Regions from separate parts of the Mus musculus genome. Here region 2 is linked to region 1. The links are chromatin contacts, called in public HiChIP or PLAC-seq maps. All regions are on one chromosome and are shown on one strand. The core of a region is the stretch at or near the end of the contact, and the rest is flanking DNA. Distances in the headings are between cores, read along the strand shown.

Region 1 (3,857 bases), core at 1,252-3,751:
CTCGTGCGAACATGCTGAAGGTGTTTTATAAATGTAAACTTCTCCATACTCTTGAAGCATTATCATATGCTCAGCAATATAGTCTGTCATTTATTGAAGACAAAAACCAAACCAAACAACAACAACAAACAAAAACAAAAAACCCTAGATTTCAATATTAATAGAGAAGTCAAGAAAAACCTTGGTGCTTACATGCAAGCATTATTTAGACCCTGAGGATTAGCCATAGGCATGCTGCTGATACCGCCCAACCCGCACATGAGTGTGCTTCCGAGATCCCAGTAAAGATCAGTGGTTGATCAGAATTATATACCCTTGGTACCAACTTGGTGTTCCAGACTGTTTCATTGTCATACAGCTAGCACAGAGTCTCCTCTTCCCTACATTTCAGCGTATTATCCAATGCAATATTCCAAGAGACAGGAAGGATCCAGGCCCATTCTATCCCCACCGCTGCACAGCTATTTTATGGAGTGTCTTTTTAAATAAGTAACTCAGCTTGAATGATTTCTTTGCCCACATATCTGTAAAATATTTGGAGTTCTCTTGAACAGTTCACTAATCTATTTTAAAATACAGTTGCCTCTTAAGAACCAAATCAAGAGGCTAGAGATGTGGATGACTTAGTGATTAAAGGCGTTTGCTGTTCTTGCAGAGGAATTGAGTCTATTTCACAGTACCCACAGGGCTGTTCATTTGTAACTTGAGTTCCCGGGAATCTAATGCCCTCTGCTGGCCTCTGTGTGTACTGCATGCACATGATGCACTTAACATGCAAATAAAACACCTGTAAACATGAAACAAAAACAAATGCATCTTTTTAAAAAAAAAAAATCATCACTTCCCTCGTTTCCTCTTGAGGTGATTCTTCTAAATTTAGGGCAAGGCTCCCACTGTGTACACCAGCTCAGTAGAAGCCTCCATTTCCTTGTATAGTGTCACCATCTTTAAGTAATTGTAAAGCATATTTCATGTGTAATGAAATCTTTTTAAAGACTCTAGACTGTACAGCTAGTCTGGGCACAGTGTGATTTTCTTTTAAAGTTGGTATGACATGTTCAAAAATATATGCACATTTTCACAGAATAAGGCCATCAGAAAGTTTTTTTAATAGACATCATCACCCAGTTTTCTATCAAAGTGGATAGAGAGAAGCCTAGGTTGAGGAGAAGGCTTGGGAATATATACTATGGCCACAGCTCAAAGTCAAGATAGCTGGTGTAAAGTGAGCTCAGCGTAAGCCTGGCATATCGGGAGCCTTCAAACCCATCCTACTTTGAGCCCATACTTTTCCTACCTCATACTTACCAAGCCTGTCCAAACTCCACACCCCTGCTTCCATCTTAGCCATCCCTACTTTATTCTGCTGACTCCAGAAATGAAAGTTTAGAATAGAGCTAAGCCCAGTTTCCATGTGTCTGGATTTATTTCCTGTCCTTGTACTCGACACCCAGACCCTGGGTCATTTATAAAGAAAAGAGATGTAGCTGCTCATAGTTCTGGGAGCTGGGAGTTCAGGGGAGGGGGCGGTATCTCCTCACGGGCTGCTGGGGGCATCATCCCTCTCCACGCAGAAGGGCTAATGGGCATGTTAGAAGAAAGAGCCAAGAAAGAAACCCACATGTTGTATAACGATCCACTCTAGAAAGCACCAATCCACTCCCGAGAACGAATATTGTCTCTCATCAAAAACATCAGTGTCCCTTAAAGACATAGCCTTGCAGTGTTGCATTAAAGAATTAAAGCCCAAACATGAATCTTGGTGGGAGCATGCCATATGAAAACTATAGCACCACACAAAACACAGGGGTGTATCAAATTAAGCAAAAGAGACCATGAGAAGGTAGTATACTTTTGTTATGTTAGTTTGTGGTACCTAGTTCTCTTTGAATCGGCCTTACATTAGTGTTAATAGATATATCTAAAGAGAAGCTGGAAACTGTCTCATCTCATCTCTTCTTCGGGCGAGCAAACAGAAGTCTGTAGTTTGCAGTGACTCACTCCAAATCAAAGCACTAGACAGTGGGAACCAAAGAACGCACGCTCAGAGTCTCCTCTGCTGAGCCAACCCCTGACAGTGCTAACGTCTGCTTGCCGGTTGCAACAGTAACGAAACTTTATACCCGGTATTGTAGTTCTTACGAAAGAAAAACGGAGTTATGCATATATATATAAGCAAGAGACCAAAGGGTTAATCAGAAAAGAAATAATTTTCACATAAAGTGATCTGTCTTCCCTTTTTTTTATTGTAAGCTCAGAGAGAATTGTAGCAATACAGGTTGAGCAATTTTCTTTTTTTATGAATCTCGTGCTCAATTTATGAAAGCCATTTTGCAACCCATTTACATGCAGTAAACCTTTGCTTTAAGTTTCTGTCATTTGCCTTGATCATGATTATTTATAGTTCTTTCCGAAAGGCCCTTTGCTGCGTTAGCTCTCAAGTACGGCACTGCCACGAGGCAGTTTTCTATGGTGCCTTTTAAGCCTGGCTGTCAGCTCAGACGAGGCTGGTCTTGTTATTTGCTACAAGGCTCAGGAATGCTGTTCAGTGGGAATGAAGCTAGCCAGAGTCGGGAGTCTTGGACTCAAAGCCAACTGTGCCCTCTCCCTAGATAATCATAGCCTTTTATGTTCCTTTTGTGTTGGTTTGCCCACTTTTAGAAAGGAAACAACATTTTTGTCGCCAGATGCTAAAATAGAGCTTCACCAAAGTCCCTTTTGTGCAGTTTATAACATAAACTATAAATGCTAAGTTGTTTTATGAACAGGGTGACCATGATATGAGCGCCTATAAATCACTAAAAAAGGAAAAGGGTGTCTGATCTAAAATACTTGTGCTGTCTACACAGGAGTGGTAATGGCAGTATGACCCTTTACTTTAGACGTGTGGTGGACACTCAGTTAAGTGTTGAATTCTACTGATGAATAAATAAAAAGTTTGCCATCGAGGCTCACAGCACTAGGCATGGTATAGAACACAGGACAAAGATCCCCTCCAAGCCTCACTGGCTTATAATTAAGATGGCCGGCCACGTGGCTCAAATTGATGATGAAGTAGGCAGTGGCTCTGGATGAGAGATGAAGAGGTGGCATAAGGAGGGTCTGGAGCTCTCACTAGGGACTCTGTAATGCAGAGTGAGTTCCTCTACATCCTCCTGGCTTGTTTCTATAAACACTGCACCAGCCATGGTCCTAGCAGAATGGGGTACCCCACTCAGAAGAGTTAAATTGGAATTCATGCAAAGAAGGATCATAATGATAGGGGCAGAATTAAGGGGACCAACAGGAGGAGGCAAAATACCCAGAAGTAAGCAATGGGAAATCACATTACTGTCCTGGAGGGTGGGGTATAGGACAGGAAGGGAGAATGAGAACCGAGGCTAGACCCTGCAGGAATCCTGGTCATGTCTGTGGAGCCTGCAGTCTAACTCTTCAGTCAGCTATCAGGAGTCACCAACAGTGTGTGCGTGTGTGCTTCAGACACTGTGATGGGAAGTTTCCTTGAGGACCAACGTGGGAGATGGCATAAGTCCAAAGCTGGGATCTGTCATTCTCTGCCTTGCACGTAGCACAAGCGAAACGGGTGGGAAGTAGCTCTGTGGTTTCCTTGACTCCTTGGCACTTACCACGCACAGCCTTCTCAAGGTACCGAGCAGGAGAGAATGGATTATGCCCTCAACAACAAGAGGCGGGTCATCCGCTTGGTCCTGCAGTGGGCGGCCATGTATGGCGATCTCCTCCAAGAAGATGATGTGGCCATGGCCTTCCTGGAGGTATGTGGGGGTCATTCATATCCTTTTGTCCACTGACACAGGGTGTACAGCCAATTCTATAGAGACTCTGCAATTGCCAGTTCT
Region 2 (3,725 bases), core at 251-2,750, 190 kb after region 1:
GAACATGCCACACCCACTTCGTCCCCCATGGCCGGTGTCTCACCTACTCCCTCTTCCTTGCCTTTTCTTCTACCACAACCGCACCCCACCCTACCCCACCCCACCCCTGGGTCTGCAATCCCCAGCTCAGCCCACTTGCCTTCCATTCCCCTGCCGTATGCTATGGAGCATGGGTCTTTGTGCCTGTCACACTGAGAAGACTGAATACATGCATCCTCCGATTGTATTCATTCTGTAAGGTAGTACAGTAAAGATTAAGTGGGCAGGGCGAGATAGAGAACGTGGTTGGTAAAATCCTCGCTTTGCATAGAAGAGGACCTGAGTCCAACACCAGAATGTACACAAGAAGCCCATTGCTGTGGCGTGCACTTATACCCTGTGCTAGGGGCAGACAGGTACCTAGGTCTCTGAAGCTCAGAGTCAGCCCAGCCTAGTTGGTGACTTCCAGCCCAGAGAGTAGTACCCGAGGAATGACACCCAAGTTGTCCTTTGGCTTTTGTGAACAATGCATGTACGTGTGTGTGTGTGTGTGTGTGTGTGTGTCTGTGTGTGTGTGTGTGTGTGTGTGTGTGTGTGCGCGCGCGCGCGCGCCCATGCAGACATACCAAGTATTGTGAGTTAGGAACTTAAAGAAAAAAAAAAAAGACATAATAAAGGTGGCTTCTCTCAAATATAATCCACACACATTTCACTCCGTTCTAGTAAAATTCCTTATAGGGACTCTGCCTCTCCTAGCAGTTTGAGCCTGTGGGTATACAGTAAGCACTGTTTGTAACAGAGATTGGGTGGTACTTTTGCATATTCTTTCATGAATCATTTAAACATTTTGACAACTCAAGCTAGTTGAAGCTAATGACTGTACCACACCCTAGCCCACAGGCCATGGGCCTTCTCAAGTTATGGGAGCATTTGTATGGGAGCATTTGCTATTTAGCCCGTAACTGCGGGACGTACTGATGTGAAAATTTCTCCAGCACAGGCTAAAGTACTCTTCAAATCCCCGTCTCCCTGATAGGGATACATGTTTTAGTCTGTGTTAGAGTAACCGGATGCCTGTGAACAGTTCCATCTTCACATAGCCTGTTTCCTCTATGCAAGTCAGATGTTTAAGCCCTGGAATTGCCCTGTGAGAACAGGCAAAATAAGTCACCCGGCTACTTAGGGTTGCTTGGATAGTAAATTATTGCATTATCCTACTGCTGGCTGAGAATTCTAAGGCTGCTGTGATAGCTGATGATGTTGTGGGCTGTAAAGCCATTCCTGCCAAAGAAGACTACACCAACTTGTACCAAGTCCCACTAAAACGGCATTCACAAGGTGAAATGGGTTGTTGCTGCTGGGCTCAGCATCCCGTGGACTGGCTCTGAGAAGTGAGGGAACGGTTTTCCTCTCGGCCCTAACCTGCAAGCAGAAGCAGGAAGCAGGGCAGAGCGGCAGGGGAGCTGAGAAGACAAACCAAATGCAAGGATAATCTTGCTTCCCTCTTTTCATTTCCTTCATATCTCCCACGCAGCTGCTGCCTTCCTTTGAGATTGGTGCGTGGACTGAAGACGATGTGGTAAGCCGCTCTGTTAGTGACTCTTTAGATCTGGGCAGGAAGCCGACAGATTTGCCCACAAGTTTAGAAATGCGGTTAGAGAGATCTGGGCCTATCTAGCAGAAATCAACAAATTCCTCTTTTTGCATAACTAATCTAATAGAGATTGAAAGTAAGGACTCTATGGTAAAAGCAACTAGGTCTTCAAGCCTTAGGAGAGGGCTCACTGGCTGTGGAAATACTCCAGAATGCAGTACACCACCAACAAGATAAAAGCCGTGATCCTCAGTGTCAAATACACATACTTGAAAAGATGCTTAAACTTCCCTACAGTGCCAGCTGAAGACTTGCGCATGGAGGAGAGAGACAAGGACAGCCTGGAGCTTTCTGCACAGGTTCCCTCTCCCACCTCAGGCCTGCTCTTTAAATGACAAAATGCTTAACTGCCCTCCTTGCTCAGGCCTACCCCAAGAGGAATGGACAGAGCATTCCCCATAATCTGACATTGCAGGAGGCAGGATACTTAAGTCCGAAAGAAGGGCTACATGCAGCTCTGGTAGACTCCCTGAAGAACAATCCCATGTAGCCAATTCTGTCTCCAGATCTGCTTCCTTAATGGGAAATGGTTTTGAGGAGTGCTGATGAGAGAGAGAGAGAGAGAGAGAGAGAGAGAGAGAGAGAGAGAGAGAGAGAGAGAGATCCCTCAGGGCCCGTGCCTGTCCAGGTCCATTTTACAAGCTCACGGGCATCATTAAATGAAGAGGAATGTGAAGATGGAGTGCTAGGTAGGGCTGCCAAGAACGGGCTCCACCCTAGGGAGACAGCCACCCCAAGCAAGCTATCTCAAGAAAAAGGCTCATCACTAGAAATTCCAGATCTGTTCTCCAGCTCAGCCTAGTGTGGGGTTGGGGCATGCCTCTCTGCCCTTTGTATCTTCCTTTAGCATTTGGCAGCAGCATAGACTCCACAAAGTAAAGAAGGCAGATGCCAGCTTCCTGTTTCTCATTCCCAGAACCCTAGAAGCCAAGCCTCTTGCCAGCCCTGTACATAATTGCTTCCTCCCCAGCTACAGGGATGGCCCATCTCCTCCTTTGGAAAGAGGTAGATTTGAAAGATCTGGGTTCTAGGAGCCAGTCTCAGTTTGTGCTGCCAGGTCGAGTGGCTCCCATGCCATTTGGCTAAAAGTCCATTGTCAAGGGACCCAGGGAATCAGAATGACTGAGTCCGGCCTCTCCTCTGTGTATCTTCACCAAGGTAATGTTAGGCCACCAGTAAACAGGGGCCCAGTGATATTCAAGGCCAAGAGACCTCTGGGTGTAACCACCTCAGTGGACACAGAAAGAACCATGTTTTGCCTGTCACCCCATGTGGCTGCCATGACCTGACAGGCCTAGCAGGGGACATCATTTGTCCCATCTCTCTGTCCACTGCTGTGTGGTCCTTGTTGCTCATACAGTTCCTGAAAAAAAGTACCATGGCAATCCCCACCTGCATGAGTGAGTGAAAAAGTCATTATAGCGGCACCTCTAGGAGAGATGTAAACTCTCTCCCTCAGAAGTGTCCCAGCTGCCCAATCCCCCTACGGGAGGAATATCTCCAGTTGGAAAGCTTGAGGCTTTAAAACTACCAAGAGAGCTCTTCCATCTTTCCTCTGTGGTTCAGTTAAAAACATCAGAATCTATGGGAGACTGTAATCGTTAAGAATGACTACTGCCTGTGTGTGAACCTCCCAAACCATGTGTGTCCTCTCTCCACAGTATTTTTGGGTTCAGCAGCTCGTCAGAAAAGGCAAGTAGAATAAGTCCCGTCTCCCCCTCCCCCCGTTTTGTATCTGTGGAGCTAACTTTGTCTTGGCTGTGCTCAAGTCTCACTCCCTGCCCTCTGCCCTTCTCCCCCAGGCGAGTCTTCAGTAGAGATGAGTGGATACGCAAGTTTGTTTAAGGAGAACAACATCACAGGCAAGCGGTTGCTGCTTCTGGAAGAGGAAGATCTGAAAGACATGGGCATCGTCTCCAAGGGACACATCATTCACTTTAAGGTACATGGTAGGAGAACATCAATAAGTCAACTGAGCATGTGATGGATGCTGGCCCACGTGTTAGCACATAGAGAGGAGAGCATCATGCTGTAGGATGTGAGGTGCTGAGATACCTTCAGGCTTGGCCCTAACTAGCTGCCACACCCAGGC

What was found. HiChIP or PLAC-seq counts read pairs in DNA pulled down with a chosen protein or histone mark.
Region 2: a contact with region 1 is called in an H3K4me3 HiChIP or PLAC-seq map of bone marrow-derived macrophages, with 3 times the contacts expected there. The contact joins two enhancer-like sites. A contact is called at or near these places in 3 of 39 promoter capture datasets (the C10 cell line, the HPC-7 cell line and liver), 2 of 484 Hi-C or Micro-C datasets (bone marrow-derived macrophages and granulosa cells) and 2 of 115 datasets of contacts at active chromatin or transcription factors (bone marrow-derived macrophages and embryonic basal ganglia).

Annotation. Positions count from the first base shown.
Region 1 is chr2:72,219,395-72,223,251 of GRCm38.p6, forward strand. It overlaps Rapgef4 (Rap guanine nucleotide exchange factor (GEF) 4), which reads left to right. Exons shown (of 31, transcript NM_001204165.1): 18 at 3,623-3,773. Among named protein-coding and RNA genes, the nearest start is that of Map3k20, 64 kb to the right of the region's middle. Within about 2 kb of position 2,502, at least 13 of the 459 cell types and tissues checked have an H3K27ac peak or open chromatin away from gene starts, as enhancers often do. A contact at or near this core is called in bone marrow-derived macrophages, where this site is marked.
Region 2 is chr2:72,408,636-72,412,360 of GRCm38.p6, forward strand. It overlaps Map3k20 (mitogen-activated protein kinase kinase kinase 20), which reads left to right. Exons shown (of 20, transcript NM_023057.5): 12 at 1,514-1,558; 13 at 3,295-3,325; 14 at 3,436-3,575. Among named protein-coding and RNA genes, the nearest start is that of Gm39847, 54 kb to the right of the region's middle. Within about 2 kb of position 1,501, at least 40 of the 459 cell types and tissues checked have an H3K27ac peak or open chromatin away from gene starts, as enhancers often do. A contact at or near this core is called in bone marrow-derived macrophages, where this site is marked.